2 separate regions of the Mus musculus genome follow, and region 2 is linked to region 1. The links are chromatin contacts, called in public HiChIP or PLAC-seq maps. All regions are on one chromosome and are shown on one strand. The core of a region is the stretch at or near the end of the contact, and the rest is flanking DNA. Distances in the headings are between cores, read along the strand shown.

Evidence for each region. HiChIP or PLAC-seq counts read pairs in DNA pulled down with a chosen protein or histone mark.
Region 2: an H3K27ac HiChIP or PLAC-seq map of embryonic stem cells shows a contact between it and region 1, with 6 times the contacts expected there. The contact joins two enhancer-like sites. A contact is called at or near these places in 2 of 15 datasets of contacts at CTCF or cohesin (the NIH/3T3 cell line and large pre-B cells), 5 of 484 Hi-C or Micro-C datasets (the AML12 cell line, the P5424 cell line, bone marrow-derived macrophages and 2 more) and 15 of 115 datasets of contacts at active chromatin or transcription factors (the 230-238 cell line, acute myeloid leukemia, astrocytes and 7 more).

The regions. Positions count from the first base shown.
Region 1 is chr3:104,121,604-104,124,774 of GRCm38.p6, forward strand. All of the region lies in intron 1 of Magi3 (membrane associated guanylate kinase, WW and PDZ domain containing 3), which reads right to left. Among named protein-coding and RNA genes, the nearest start is that of Magi3, 97 kb to the right of the region's middle. Within about 2 kb of position 1,403, at least 3 of the 459 cell types and tissues checked have an H3K27ac peak or open chromatin away from gene starts, as enhancers often do. A contact at or near this core is called in embryonic stem cells, where this site is marked.
Region 2 is chr3:104,432,359-104,435,683 of GRCm38.p6, forward strand. No RefSeq gene overlaps it. Among named protein-coding and RNA genes, the nearest start is that of Gm38412, 25 kb to the left of the region's middle. Within about 2 kb of position 1,948, at least 46 of the 459 cell types and tissues checked have an H3K27ac peak or open chromatin away from gene starts, as enhancers often do. A contact at or near this core is called in embryonic stem cells, where this site is marked.

The DNA.
Region 1 (3,171 bases), core at 153-2,652:
ATTCTGATAGGCTTGCCTTTGTATGTTACTTGACCTTTTTCCCTTACTGCTTTTAGTATTCTATCTTTACTTAGTGCATTTGTTGTTCTGATTATTATGTGTCGGGAGGAATTTCTTTTCTGGTCCAGTCTATTTGGAGTTCTGTAGGCTTCTTGTATGTTCATAGGTATCTGTTTCTTTATATTTGGGAAGTTTTCTTCAATAATTTTGTTGAAGATGTTTGCTGGTCCTTTGAGTTGAAAATCTTCATTCTCATCCACTCCTATTATCCGTAGGTTTGGTCTTCTCATTGTGTCCTGGATTTCCTGGATATTTTGAGTTAGGATCTTTTTGCATTTTCCATTTTCTTTGATTGTTGTGCCGATGTTCTCTATGGAATCTTCTGCACCTGAGATTCTCTCTTCCATCTCTTGTATTCTGTTGCTGATGCTCAAATCTATGGTTCCAGATTTCTTTCCTAGGGTTTCTATCTCCAGTGTTGCCTCACTTTGAGTTTTCTTTATTGTTTCTACTTCCCTTTTTAGGTCTAGTATGGTTTTGTTCATTTCCATCACCTGTTTGTATGTTTTTTCCTCTTTTTCTGTAAGGACTTCTACCTGTTTGATTGTGTTTTCCTGTTTTTCTTTAAGGACTTGTAACTCTTTAGCAGTGTTCTCCTGTATTTCTGTAAGTGATTTATTAAAGTCCTTCTTGATGTCCTCTACCATCATCATGAGATATGCTTTTAAATCTAGGTCTAGGTTTTCGGGTGTGTTGGGGTGCCCTGGACTGGGCGAAGTGGGAGTGCTGGGTTCTGATGATGGTGAGTGGTCTTGGTTCCTGTTAGTAGGATTCCTACGTTTACCTTTCGCCATCTGGTAATCTCTGGAGTTAGTAGTTATAGTTGACTCTGTTTAGAGATTGTTCTTCTGGTGATTCTGTTACCGTCTCTCAGCAGACCTGGGAGACAGATTCTCTCCTCTGAGTTTCAGTGCTCAGAGCACTCTCTGCTGGCAAGCTCTCTTACAGGGAAGGTGCGCAGATATCTTGTTTTTGGACCTCCTCCTGGTCGAAGAAGAAGGCCCAAAACAGGGCCTCTCTCAGAAGCTGTGTTGCTTTGGCAGTTCCCAGAAGCTGTCAGGTTCTGTGGTGCAGACTCTCACCTGTGCAGACTAAAATCCTAAGTTCCAGGGAGTCCTGGAACCAAGATGGTGACCGCTGCTGCTGAGGCTGAGGCCGCCTCCCGAGCCAGGCGGACACCTGTCCTCTGGTCTGGACGGTGGCCGGCTGTCTGCGGCCCGCCAAGGGTACTGCCTCAGCGGCTCTGTGCTTCCGCCCGTCCCAGCAGCTGTCCGGTTCTCTGGCGCACCCTCTAACGTGTTCAGACTAATTTCCTAAGTTCTGCTGAGTCCCGGAACCAAGATGGCGACCGCTGCTGCTCGTAATATATCTTTTGAGACAATTCAGGGGAGAATGCTTGCATCCCCAACACACACACACACACATGCGCGTGCGCGCACACACACACACACACACACACACACACGCACGCACGCACGCACGCACGCGCGTGCACGCACACATCACTCCAGAGTAGTAATTATGAAAATTTTAAGTTTCATTTAAGGAGAAGGGAGAAGTTTGGGAAATAGTAAGATATCAGGTGATAGCATGAGAAATGTTGTTTTGAAATATTGGTTAATAGGCACCATGTGCAAATATCAAACCAATAGGTAGAGTAATATGCTCAGAGAAAATATATGAAACAAGCTGAAAAATCAAAGGTCTCTAGGTCACAAGGGATAAACTGACAAAAATCTAGCATTTAGATATGAGGGAAAGTACTTTCACACACAGCTAATGGAGGTACAAGTTGGTACATCATTCTGAAAGACATGGTAGTATTTGTAACGACAGCATATTTACTTATAACCCCCCCCACTGAAAAAGTTCTTCCAAGTTAATATTCACGCAAATGTAATATGTATATATATATAAAATATATATATCACGTTTATCGTAGCATTATTTATAAGGAATTTAGATGTACAGCTACAGAAAACTGATTAAACAATGAAACTTATCTTCAATTACCTGTGCACAATGCTGTAAAACATGTTGCTGAGCCAAGCATAAGAAGCCTAATTAGTATACAGCACTGTTTATGAATTAGGTTTCTTATTCTCATAAAGACATGTAAAATATATTCAAAGTATGCTTATCTCTAAGTGTTAAGACAATAAAAACTTACTCAGCTTGTATATTTCCTAGGGAGACAGTTTCTAAAAACAATAAAACCAAACTTTTTAAAGACCTCAGTAAAGTAGGGGTGGAAAGATACCTCAATCAGTAAAGTGCTTGCCCTGAAGCACGAAGACCTGATATCATCTACCCCTACACAAAAAAGCTGAGTGTGGCTGTCCACACTACCAATCCCAGGACTGTGGAGGTGGACACAGGGAAATCCTGTGGGCTGACTTGTGAACCAGTTTAGTCAATCTGGTAGATTCTAAGCAAGTGAGATCCTGTCTCAAAAAAACAAGGTGGATGGTGTAGTGAGAATTTTGGTTTCTTTAAAAAAAAACACAGAAATAGGAATATATTTTTGATTTTATTCCCAGATGTGGGATAAGGGGTTGCCTCAAATTATTCACAGCAGCTGACTATGATTCGCCACGTGTAGGGGCACAATTTTGCCAGTGGCAGTTAATTTCTGCGACTGTGTGATATCCAGAATTCTGGGGACTTTTCAGAGGCTATATAAATGCTAGGGCCCCAAGAGGCAGGGTGGACTGTTGGTTGGTTGCTGTTGGTCACGATTTGTTAAGCAGTTGTACACAAAGAAGAAACAACAAGAAGAAATTAGATATCCTGACAGCAAAGAACCTCAATCAGCAGGAAGTAGTCTACCCCTCCCCCTCCCATCTAATGTTAAAGGTTTGAAAGGGGGCAGAAAGAAGAACCCACAAAGTAGCCAAAGACAGGCTACAGGGTGGTGTACGTGTTCATTTCTGCTGCTGCACACCCCTACACACACACACACACACCATAAAGAAGAAAATGCTTATTTTACTTTTTTTTTTTTTTTGCTTACAGATATGGGGGCGGGAGGATTCATCATGGCAGGACAGATATGACAACAGGCATGGGAGGCATAACAGGAGGAGCCGAAAGCTGGCTGATCACATTGAA
Region 2 (3,325 bases), core at 698-3,197, 310 kb after region 1:
CTGTAACTGCAGTTACAGGGAGTCTGCCGCTCTCTTTTGGCCTCTATGGAAGCCAGGCACGCATGTGGCACACACACATACACATAGACGAAATACTCATACACATAAGATAAAACTAAATCTTAAAAAATAAAAAGAGCCAGGTAGTGGTGGCACACGCCTTTAATCCCAGCACTTGGGAGGCAGAAGCAGGCAGATTTCTGAGTTCGAGGCCAACCTGGTCTACAGAGTGAGTTTCCGGACAGCCAGGGCTATACAGGGAAACCCTGTTTCAAAAAACCAAAATAAATAAATAGAAATTCGACAACAGATGTTGGTAAGAATGTGGGGGGAAAAGAAGCCTCGTTTGCTGCCGGTGGGAGGGCAGACTGAAACAACCACTGTGGGAATCAGATCAGAGTCTCAAAAAAAAAAAGGAAAAATAGAATTACCATATAACCTGCCTATACCATTCCTAGGCCTTGGCCCAAAGAACTCCATGTCCTACCTCAGAGATGCCTGCACGTTCATGTGCTTACGCAACCAGCCTGCATGTCCAGCAGCAGGAGAACGGGTAATGAAAATGTGCTTCATGTACAAAATAGGGTATTATTCTGCTGTAAAGAGCATGAAACTTGCAGGAGATGAATGGATCTCAAAAGTGTAACATTAAGGGAACATAATCTTAAACTCCAGAAGACCACAAAAGAAAGAAAAGAAAATTCTTCCTCATATAGGAGCTATAGCCTAGAATATATACATGAATATATGTGAACAGGTATTAAGTATGGGTATAGCCTAGAACTTAGAAAATGGGGTAATATTAGGTGAGGCGGAAGGTCAGAATGTAGGTAAAGGGCACGAGTCATGAGAGGCAAACTCTTTTTTTCCTAGCTTAAAAACTCTCTCTCTCTCTCTCTCTCTCTCTCTCTCTCTCTCTCTCTCTCTCTCTCTCGGAGGGGTTTATGTGTGTATAGTGTGTGTGTGTGTGTGTGTGTGTGTGTTAGATATATGAATTCAACTCTGCATACTAAAACAGCAAAATAACCATTTCTATATTCCCAAGGAATACACCCTTTGTTACTACTCTGAGGCATGAATGGGAGAACTGGGCTTGCTTTTAATCCTGTCAGTGTAACAGGAGTTAAACACACTAGTCAGTCACTGGCCCACTTAGAAAAGTCACTTTAAAAAAAAATATTGATTTGAGGGAAAAGAATTTTATAGTCCAAAGAGAAAAAAAAAAAAAAAAAAAACAAAGTCAAGAGACTCTATGAAAGAAAATGAAAAACAAAAGGTTTCTTATGTTTGCTGACTGGAAGAGTTCATCCAGTGAAACTGTCCACACTTCTGAACGTGATCTACAGATTCCACATTACGTCCATCTGAATACCGGTGGTGTTCCAAACAGAAGGGGGGTGGGGGGCTGGGATGTGGCTCAGTAGTCCAGCACCTGCACCTGCCTAGCATAATGAGGCTATCGATTCAGTCTCCAGTACTGGGGTGTGGGGAGAGCGAGAGGGGGTTGGGGGGAGGGTGGGGGATTTATATGGAATTCCCAACCCCAAAGTTCCAAAGTAATCTTATCTAGAAAGAGCAAAGCTGAGGGCATTGTAACTCCTGACTTCACAACATGCTACAAAGCTAGAGTGACCACACAGCAAGGCAGGCGATACTGTCCAGTGAGATAGAGAACTAGAACCCGTGTGTTTGCCCATGTAACACATGGAAAATGAAAGTTCTTTTTAACAATAGTCCTGGGTGAACTGCATATGCATAGGCAGATGAAACTAGGTTCCCATCCATCACTATGTAAAAAAAAAAAAAAAATCAAAATGGATTAAAGACTTAAGAGTAAAATAAATAAATCAGACACTATGAAATCAGTAGAGCAGCGGGACACAGGGAACACTTTGGGATTTGAGCAAAGTGGCTGTGACCCTGCCCCTGCCTCCGGGCAGAAACTGAGAAGAAAGAGAAAACCGACCCCTCCCACAAACGTAACAGAGGGGCGGGGCAGGCGTTCTCTAACACTCTCTGTAAGGAATTCAAACAACTCAGTAGAAAACAAACCCACACAAAAATCATAAATTGGTTAAAAGGAGCCCAAGCCCTAACTAGATTTCTCCAAAGAAGATACACAGATAGTCAACAATCACAGGGTTGTCATCCATCACCAGGGGGCACAAAACGGAGGGGAGATGACTCAGCAGATACGAGCAGTGCTGCTCTTGCAGAGAGAGGTTCAGTTCCCAGCACCTATATTGCTTCACGGCTGCCCTTAATGCTAGCCCTCGGGGACCTGACACCCTCTGACCTCTGCAGGTTCCTGTGCTCATGTCTCTCTCTCTCTCTCTCTCTCTCTCTCTCTCTCTCTCTCTCTCTCTCTCTCTCTCTCTCTCTCTCTCTCTTTCTCACACATACACACACACACACACACACACAATGGGACATCAAGTCAGCCCTGATAAGATGTCAATTATTAAAAAGACGAAGGTAACAAATGCCGGTGGAAATGTTGAGCAAAGAGAGCCTTGAGCACAGCAGTTGGGAGCATGGCCACCAGAGAAACAGCGTGCATCTGCCTTACAAAACAAGGAACACAACTGCAATGTGACCCAGAAAGCTGAGTGTATATTAAGATAAACTGAAATCAGCCCAACCAAGAGTCTGTGGCTCAGAGTTAAATGGCCGCAATTCACAGCAGCGAAGGTAGGATCAGCCTAGGTGCCCAGTAACAGACAAATGGATACGAACATAAAGTGTGGTGGCACATACCTTTAATCCCCATACTTGGAAGACAGAGGCATCAGATCTCTGTGAAAGTTCCAGGACAGCCAGGGCTACACAGAGAAACACTGTTCTTAAAAAAAAAAAAAAAAAAAAAAAAAAAGTAAACACACAATAGAATATTATTTGTGCATAAACAGGAACACAACTGTGTCATTCGCCCAACATGGGTGGAATTGGACGTAAGTGACGTAAATCAAGCAAGTGTCAAGAAAGACACTGTGTACTGAATCATATCCTGGCTGAATGCAGAGAGATACAATGGTCCAGAACCTGAGCAGAGATGTAGAGAGAGTGGTTAGTGAGCAGAGGGTTGCAGCCGGATGGGAGGAATCGCTGCTAAGGCCCTATAGCATCCAGGGTTTAACGGTGGCGGGCAAGTAGCTGGTGGGAGGATTTCACACGTTCCCATACTGAGAAATGAGAACTGTCTGAGGTGATGGATACGCCAGTCATCCTGATCCAATCATAACACATTGTGCACAGACACTGAAAAATCGCAGCCACGTTGTAGCTCATGAGGACATGCAATATGTTGATTAAAAATTGAATACAG